2 separate regions of the Cricetulus griseus genome follow, and region 2 is linked to region 1. Evidence: chromatin contacts called from public Micro-C data. All regions are on one chromosome and are shown on one strand. Each heading gives the region's core, a stretch centred on a gene start, on an enhancer-like site or on the middle of the called end of the contact. The rest is flanking DNA. Distances are from core to core; before and after follow the strand shown.

Region 1 (4,648 bases), core at 1,818-4,317:
CTTTCTATTTTAAAATTCAGAAATGTTGGCTGAAGGAATTAATTAGCTCTGGTCAGCATGATAAAGTCTGGTATGGCTGTTCCATGTGTAGCAGGCTATCTGAGAGAAAACAATTGAGGCCAGTCATTGAGACGGATACTGAATGTGTGAGCTGCATCTCTGAAGAATGAGTATGTCCCAGAAGGCTCGGGGCATGTTTCTGAGCTAATCAGCCTGGCACTCTCCGGGATAGCTAGAGTATCCTAGACATCTCTTTCCTCACATTCTCAGTTTGGGGGTTTAGGAGAAAGAATGATTTCTAGGAATAAAATTAGAATACAAAGGCTACAGAGATGGTTCAGTGACTGAGAGCACTCGTGGCACAAGCGTGAAGCTTGAGTTAGGTCCCAGCGTCTATAACACACGCAGGGTCTCAGAAGTGCCTGTAACCCCTGCACTGTATGAGACAGAGACAGGAGAATCTCTGCGGCTTGCTAGCTTCCAGCCTAGCCAAAAGAGCACACATTCAGGGAGAGACAGGCACTGTGTTCAAGGAATAAGGGAGAGAAAGAAAGAGGAGATCTGACATGCTGGCCTCTGTGTGCACATGCATGTGGGCACACACAATAAAAATAGTAATTTAGAATATAAGGTTAGAACATTTTTCTATTCTGACCCCATTCAGCCTGGCTTCTAAGTTAACCATCTGCTTAAGTTGCCCTGTCACCATCCCTAGGTTCTGGGTCCCCAGAACGAACCAAGGACAACTCTGCCTGTCTGGAATTGGAGACAGTGGCCTTGAAGCTGCCGGAGCTGCAGGAAAACAGTGGCTTCCCTCAGCATTGCCCTCCTTGCTGGGCTCTGCCTCAACCAGCAGCCTCTGGGAATAGTACTGTCTGCCCGCCCAGAGCCTTAACCAGAAGTCAGTGGCTGGGCCTCTGACTCCCTAAGTGTCCTGTCTGTGGCAAAGCTGCCCTTTCAGGAAAATACACACTCTGCTCGTGAGCTGTATGTCCCCTGGAGCTTTATACCTCTTGAAATCCGGGTGAGATTGGTCAGATCCCTATACAAAATGGAAGTACGGCTGAGGGGATAATTTCTATTGTTGATATCAGGCAGAGAACAGCCAGAGGCATCTGGAAGAGTCCAGAGCAGAGAGAGCAAGTAGTAGACTGAACATGGCCAGCAGACTGAACAGGGCCATGGTGGGGAGCAGGAGGGGGAGGGCCATGACAGAGAGACAAGAAGGCAAAGAATCTAGAAGGCACATGGCTGAAACGGCGGGGTTATACAGGAATGAGAGGCCGTGGGAAGGGAGGGCCATGAGCTAGAGTTTAGGGTAGGAGGGGTAAAAACAGCTGACAGCAGAGCCTGCCAGCATGGGACTCTGTGACAGGTACTTGCTGAGAAAGCCTAGATGCCAGCATGTGCTTTGCTCTGCTAATAGGCTCCACAGTTAGCCATCTGTGTGTGGGGGCCGGGGGGGGGGGGTTGTTCTTTTGGACCTGACAATCCCCACCCAAATAGAGGCCCCTGGGCCTTCTCACGGTTTCCACAAGGGGCCAGGCTTGGTCGTCATCGACACCTGCAACTGCACCGTGAAAGCCCACCTCCAAAAGCCATGCCTTGCTCTGCAACCACTTGTGAGTTTTGGGCACCAGCCACATGCTAGGGACAGTTCAGTGAGCATCGGTGCCCTTCATCTTTAACATGGGGCAGAGGAGCAAGCCTGTTGGGGTAGGCAAATGGGTACAAAATGTCCTCAATAGGTAACATTATAAAGGCCAAAAGGAAAGTCGTGCTTGTTGAGGGCTAGAAAGGGGAAGGAAAGGTTGCCGCCTGGCACAGGGTTGGAGATACGCTGGAATTTACCTTGTGCTCCACTCTGTAAATATTGAAACCCATTGAACCGTGTCAAAATGACAGCTAAATTTAATCTAGGAGTATAGCTAGGCAATGCCCATCCTGTAAAACAGAGTTAGCAGGCAGGAAAGTAGAGCCCACGGGGCAGCTTAGGGTGGGTACCAGACTCGCCCTTCAAGTTAGCTCCAGAAAACTGAGCCCTGACTCGGTGTGGCCATTTCCAAGTTCAGTGTGATGGGTAGTCAGATGGTTTCCAAAGCTGGACGACAAGGTCTCAGTCCCTGTCTATTGAGTAGCTGTGAGGATTGACAGTCTCCCTAGTACAGAGAGGATGGTCACCAATGTGACCTGCCGTGAACCAGCCATCTCCAGCTTCCTAGCAGGAAGATTTTTCCAGCAGGAAGATTTTTCCAACTATAAGTGTCCCATAGCCATTATGAAATGTGTCTGAATTTCAGACACGTTACCTCAGGGAGGGAGGTTTGCTTCAGGTAAGCTGAACAGACTATTCTCTTTTGAGTCTTGAGCACTTGACATGCGATGTTTGATGTGCCACCCAGACTGACTGTGCGCCACCCCCCCACCCCACCCCACTCCCCACAGCTCCTCCAGCACAGGCAATGTGTGCTGACAAAGGCACAGTGCCAGCCTTCACGGGATGCCTCAGAACTGCCCTCAGGAGCGCTGAGCTTGTGACTCCCGTGCTCAGCCAGCCACCTGCTAGGACTTTTAAAGAATGACCTCAGCTTTGGGTTCCATTTTAGAAGTCACTTCTCTCTCTTCACAGGGGCCACAGCCAGTCAGAATAAGAGTCTTGAGAGGAATAGCAAATGGCTGTGGTGGGGATGGGACCCTGCTGAACCTCTGCTGAAGACTAAGCACTGCATACCTGAGCCAGCAGCTGTGGTCTGAGTTGGGAAAACTCAGGACCAAGGCATGCATACACACACACACACACACACACTTTCTCAGAAGCATTGGGATAGCTCATGTGGCTTAATTATACCATTCAGAAGCAGGGGAGCTGTGGGAGGAAGCTGCAGAGGACAGGGCTGTACCTGGTGATCAAGTGTAATCAGTTTCCAATGTAGGAAGATTTGAGGCATTTTCCCAGGTGCGTGGAGGAGGGGACATGGCAATTTGTGGCCTTTCTTTGCCTTCCCCTTGTTTTTATGACTCAGAAACCGGTCATCACAGAATCTATGGGGATTGGCAGCTTTCTCAGGATGGATGAGATGGGAGAAGGGAAACTCATTTTAAAAATTATAGTCATGCCTGAGACAGGGCAGCTCTGGGGACCACTGGGCCACAGCACCTTAGCATAGAAACCTAAAATCCCTCAGGAGTCCCCACACCTTTTGTTGTGACCTGAGGCCAGCAGCCAAGAGTCCCTACTAACCGTGTTTGAATATATAAAGGGACCGTTTGCGTAGTCACTGAAACTAATTGCACAGTTAGATCTGAAAAGAATCATTTTTTATGCAATGAGGGATTACATTTCCATAAGAAAAAAAAATCACCAGGATTCACAGAAACTGGAGAGATGATTGGAGCACTTGGTGGCCAATTTGTCAGCATGGCAGTCCGACAAAACGGCCTCTTAGAATTCTGAAATTCAAATTGCTCCTTTTAAACATTCTGGAAATAAAATCATCCAGTGCTAAAATAATCAATCATAGACTAGGAACCAGAAATAGGACTTTGTGGAGGGTGACAGCGTTTCCAGTTCAAGGGTCTAAAAAAGCAAAGGCAAAGAGAAGCACAGGTCGTTGGAGAGACTTCTGGTCCCCCCACATCCCATGCCCTGCCGTCAGTTCTGTGGGTGAGCACTGCAGAGGGCCACACAGGCTCCATCACTGCCCCTCCAATCATGTGGACTGGCACCTCCCACGTTGGAGGACCAGAGCTTGAGGCCTCTTGCACCACCAGGGCTGCCAATGCCAGAAGCAGTTGCTGGTGTCGGTTCACTACGGTGCCAGAGGAAATGCTCACCACACCCGTCGGAGCTCCTGTTCTTACAGCAGTAGCTTCACCTAGAGCGCCCCATACCCACTGCTGTCTACAGCACACCTACTTACACTACTAAAGTATCTCTATTCCACGTGGCCACAAGAGTCAGTAGGTGTCTCTGACTCTGCCATGGTCTGTACTAGGCCAAAGAGGGCATCCGGCCCAGCCAAAGATGCTCTATAGAAGCTTTCTGCACTGTGGTGTCCATGCAGAGATAAGGCCAGCATTGCAGCATAATTGCCAGGCTAATGAGTTGGCCCAACAGGTAAAGGCACTTGCTGTCAAGGCTGTCGACCTGAGTTCCGTCCCAGAACCCACATGGTGGAAGGAGAAAGCTGACTTCCTCCATGCGTTTTCCTTCACCCATCTGCCATACCACACCTCTACATCCTGTAAGAGCAAAACTTAAAAATAATCCATTCCTGTACTTCAAAGAGAAGAACTTCTGACCAAGAATCCTGTGCCTGGCAAGGCTACCATTCATAAATAGCAATAAAATGCTTCAAAGAAAAATCAGCCGGACGTTGGTGGCGCATGCCTTTAATCTCAGCACTCGGGAGGCAGAGGCAGGCAGATCTCTGTGAGTTTGAGACCAGCCTGATCTCCAGAGCAAGTGCCAGGACAGCCTCCAAAGCCACAGAGAAACCCTGTCTCGAAAAAAGAAACAAAAAGAAAAATCAGACTTGGAGGTCCATGATCACTGTTCCTGGCCTTACAAAAGATGCTTAGTGGAGCTCAACATCCAGATGCGAAAGAAAAATAACTACCATCATCAAAGTGGTGAATCCCAACAGGA
Region 2 (4,625 bases), core at 1,231-3,730, 670 kb before region 1:
AAGTCTGGGTAGAAGAGTTGCAGGCAAGTCAGATCTGTTTTCATTTACATTTTGACTTTTAAGGATCTGGAACAGAATTAGAAATAGAATCACTGTGGTCAAAGTAGTGTCCCTGCACAGCTCAGCCAGTGGCCCTGCTGACTACTGAACCCAGATGGTCTCCTCTCCCTTGGGCCTTGGAGGATCTGAGTAGCACAGAGCTATACGCACATGTACAGAACATATTTGAAGCCCCGAGTTTAATTCCCACCAATTCCTCTGTTTAAAAAAGAAAAAGAAGAAGAATGGAAAGAAACAACCCATGAGCTTTCTTATGCTGCAATTTGGTTCTCTTTCTTCTCTTTTGAGCTGTATTAGGACGACACCTCTGCCAGGTTTATTAATCTTTGAAAACACCAGCTGAGTGGACTTTCATTTTCATTCTCTCAGAACCCACTCATCTTAGAAGTTGGCCTGACAGCACTCCTCACTTTGGCCAACCGACTCTGCAAATGTCAACTTTGTCCCCAGAGACAACCGAGTGACAAGTGGTAGTTAGACTCAACAGAGAAATCTCTTCAGCAGAAAGCACAAGTCAAAGACAAAACCCCTGGGGAGATTCCTGCAGGGATATCCCCCTGAGGAGTCCTGACTACTTATTTTCTTTTTATTTAGACCAAAGGTGGCTTTGAGCAGTCACCTGCAAGGGATAGTAAATAAGCAGGAGTCAGAGGAGGCTGCAGGCAAATTCCCACCACTCTTTGAAATGTGGATGGCAGGGAAGCTGAGCAGGTCCCTCAGCACTGTCACCTGGGAGAACAGAGGAACAACTGAAATTCACAGAGCTGGCATGGGCATGAGGCTTTAAGTAATGGGGGAAGAAACAGGGGTTCTTCGGAGTTCTAGGATAGGTGTTTCTATCCTAGCAGTTGGATGCCCAAGTCCAGGAAACCCAGAGGACTGAGGCCAGATGGCCACAGTCACGCACTGTCCTCATTGTGGTCCCCTGGTTCTTTTCTCTCTTTGTTGGGTGTCATCACCAGCCTAAAGCAGCCATCAGCAGCTAACACAGCCTCAGTGGCTTGAGGTCCAATGAAGGTTGTTGAAGGTTGATTGAAAGCACGTAACACAGGATGAATGAAATGTTACCTGATATCAAACTCTTCATCGAACTCTTCATCGGATTTGAAGATACTTGGAAACACTGAGACTACATTTTTTTTGTGTGTGCCTTTTTATGGATGCTCCTACCAGCATCAAAATGTCAGGGGTGGAGGGATCTGTCATCATTCACTTTCAAAAAGCAATTTCGACACATCTAATGAAGTATAATTTCAACAAAAAGGCCGGGTTAGACCTCGTCACTTGTTGATTCTGTTGCAGTGAGTATGAGACTTCAGAATTTCCCTTCCAAGTTCAGGATAAGCCCCCCTCCCTCCCCCCGCCCCCTGCAGGCAGGCTCATTATCGGATAAAGGCAAAAGGTGATTTGGATGGTGTTAAACAAGTCATTTACGTGGAGACTTCTAAAGGAAGGGCCTCACAGGGAGGACCTCCTGAATAGAATTCCCAAAGAAAATACTCTACTCGGAATGCGTTTGGCCTGGCAGACACAGAAGTCCTCTGGGTGTCCACACTGGCTCTGGGAGATGATTGAAAGCGAAAGTCATCATCGGCTGGTTGTGGGCCCCACCTTCAACTACAGGCCTGCGGGGTTCATTTATTTCTTTGGCCTTTGAAACAACACAGAGCAAGTGACAACCTAGCAGAGCATCCTCCCGGGGGGAGCAGCGGGCAGAGCTTCAGGCTCCGGGCACTGGGCACTAACCTACTTAAGTGTTATCAGTTAGAACACAAATTGTGATCCTAATTTAAACACGATTGCCTGCAGTTGGGTTGGTAAATAGCCCAACAGGTGCCCCAATGGGGTTACTCTGAGCAAGATGAAGAACCACAAAAACAAAAACAAAACCAAAACGAAAAACCCCACAGAATTGCAATAAAAACTTGAATTTTGCTTTAAACTTAATCATTGGTAGCATTCTTGTTCTCTTAACAGTCACATCGGATCTCAAATTAAAATTATATCAAGACATTGTTTGATTCACTCTCCATTTCCATCAGACACAGAAATCACCAGTTCTGCCCAACCCCTGGTTCCTTGCGACTGCTGCCTTGCGAGCTCCGGGCCCCACTCTAGCGGCCACAGGACGCAGTGGAGCGGCAGAAGCGCGTTCGGCTTCCCGGGCGCAAGGCTCGGGCACGGCAGCGAGCGTGCCCCTTGCAAGCTGCTGATCGAGCGGCCCAGGGCGCTGGCGGCTCTCGCTCCTTCCCGACGCTCGCAAGCCAGCAGCCGCCGCCGGGAACACGGCCGCCCCGTGCCTGGCGCGCTCCAACTCCTGCTCGCCTCCGGTGACCCGGGACAAACTTCTGGCTGGGGCGCGGTCGCGGTCCCTGAGGCCAGCGTGGGAAACCCGAGGCGCTGCCGGGGCGAGCTAGGGTCCAGGGTGGCGCCCCGGGCGGTTGCTCCTGCCCGCTGGGTCGCGCCCGCATCTTGGCGGTGGCCGCCCCACGGAGCCCGCAGGCGCCGCGCAGGCCGAGCTGGCCCCGGGCCGGGGACACGGGCGCTCGCGCCCTCTAGCGGGCCGCGGCGGCTCCGGCCCGGCCGTGACGTGGGCTCCTTCCAGCCGGCCTGCGGGGCACCGCCAGTCAGTCGCGGAGCAGGAGCCCCGCGCGCAGCCGGCGTGGGCTCGGCCTTCGGCGCGCCGCCGCCCGAGGTGGCTGGGTCTGCGGGAGCAGAGGAGGCGGGCTGCAAGCGCGCGATCGCGGCCACGGCCACGGCCACGGCGCCGCGGGCGGCTCGGTCCCGAGCAGGGGCAGCGCTTCGGCGGGCGCAGCGCCGGATCCCAGCGAGGATTTGGGCTCGGCGGACGCGCCCTCCGCTCCCTCTCCCAGCGGCGCCAGACTCCAAGCGGGGGCCAGAGGGAGGGCAGGAGGACCCAGAACACGGTCCCCAGGCCCCGGAACCGCGGGACTTCGGACTTGTGCAACTGTTGCCACTTTGGGATCGGGTGTTTCGCTGCTGGAGCGACTACCCTGGCAGCCTGCGGTGTAGGCTCGCGTCCCCCTCGGCTTCCCGCGTCTAGCGGCCGCCGCCGCTCCGAGGCGGCCCGGCGCGCACTCAGCACCATGAGGACACTTGGGACTTGCCTGGTGACTTTGGCTGGACTTTTGCTAACTGCGGCCGGGGAGACGTTTTCAGGTAAGCCGGCCGCCCCTGCCGTTGCCAGGGTGCATGGGACGTAAGCGTTCCCCGGGTGGGAGAGTCCGAGGCGAGCTTCGGGGCCGGGTTGGGGCGCGCAGGACCCGGCATCGCTTAGCGGGTGAGCCGGGCTGGCCGATGGCCGGAGGCAAAGCAGCCGCCGCCGAGCCCCGAAGACCCGTGCAGCGCACGCTGCAGCCCGCAGGACAAGCCAGGAGCCCGGACCCCCATCTCGGCCCCTGTCACCTCAGGGCCTGGACTTGTGCTCCGGGCTCCGAGTCCCTGGGCCGCCCGGGCAGGAGCGGCAGAAAACTTTGCCTGAAGTTCCCAGCTGCAGCCGCCGGGAGTAGGCGCTGCGCGGGCCTCTCGACCCCGGTGGCGGCGGGCATGGGCTTCGGGTGCTTGGCTGCGCCCGCGGCGATCTCCGGAACCCGTGGTATAGCGGGCGTTCTCCCGAAGCCTGACCTCCCTGCTGCCCCCTGCCCGGCTCGGTGGGCGACCTCCGCGGGTCCCCGCGGTTGCGCGGCTACGCTGTGACAGCGGTTCCCTATCTGCGCCGCGGGAGGTCTCCGCGACCCTAGAGGAATCTGTAGCTCCCCTAGCCCTGGCCACTGTGGCTGGGCGCCCGGAACCCAGCCTCGGCCTCCCTACTGGAGGGCTGCCGCGGCCTTGGCAACTTGCTAACCCCGCCGGGCTGCGGGGGGGGGGGGGGGGTCTCAGCTGAACCGAGGGGACAGGCTGTGTGCACCAAGCCAGCCTGAGGCTGCGCACAGCCAGGCGTTGCGAGCCCTGAGGAGCTCTTGGTGGAAATGGAGGGTCTTTGAGAGGAGTCAGGGGTCAGGCGCGAGACCGAAGCTGGCACCCAGTCCCAGGGCTTACTTCTAGGATCTTCTGTCCCAAGAGGACACACGTGGATGCTTGGCAAACGCTGACAACACGCGCACGCTTTGTCGTGTTCGTTAGTTTCGTGAATGTCCACACACAATGGTGTCAGTGGTGATTTGCATTTTTATTTTAATAAAAAGGCTGCATTTGACCTGAACAGGAGTTACAAAATGGGGTTCTATGTTTTTTTTTTCGGGGAGGGGGTGGCTGAGTAAATTGGGCTTATTTTTTTTTTTTTTTTTTTTTTTTTTTTTTTTTGCGAAGGGAACTTTCATTAAAGTAAGATTACGTTTACAAATGTGAAAGCCACATAGACCTCTGGTCAGTGAAAGCATCAGGTTTGACTTTCTGAGCATCCTGAGACGTTGGTGTTTTGTAATCATAGGGCACAGGCTATACGAGCTGGGTACTGAGACCCTTGACAACAGTTGGTGGCAGAGATGAAGGGAGCGGATGCTTAGCAGTGCTGTGTGCATTGCTGAAACCACTGACTGTTAATA

The links. A called contact is a pair of places that touch in the nucleus more often than the background predicts.
Region 2: a contact with region 1 is called in a Micro-C map of the CHO-K1 cell line, with 7 times the contacts expected there. The contact joins the promoter of Ptprm here to the enhancer-like site in region 1. A contact is called at or near these places in 2 of 8 Hi-C or Micro-C datasets (the CHO-K1 cell line and the CHO-S cell line).

The regions. Positions count from the first base shown.
Region 1 is chr2:455,562,815-455,567,462 of CriGri-PICRH-1.0, reverse strand. All of the region lies in intron 30 of Ptprm (receptor-type tyrosine-protein phosphatase mu), which reads left to right. All of the region lies in intron 2 of LOC103159579 (a long non-coding RNA gene), which reads right to left. Among named protein-coding and RNA genes, the nearest start is that of Rab12, 130 kb to the right of the region's middle. Within about 2 kb of position 3,067, at least 1 of the 6 cell types and tissues checked has open chromatin away from gene starts, as enhancers often do. A contact at or near this core is called in the CHO-K1 cell line, where this site is marked.
Region 2 is chr2:456,235,879-456,240,503 of CriGri-PICRH-1.0, reverse strand. Ptprm (receptor-type tyrosine-protein phosphatase mu) reads left to right here and starts at 2,480. Exons shown (of 31, transcript XM_027397791.2): 1 at 2,480-3,240. The coding sequence starts at 3,168.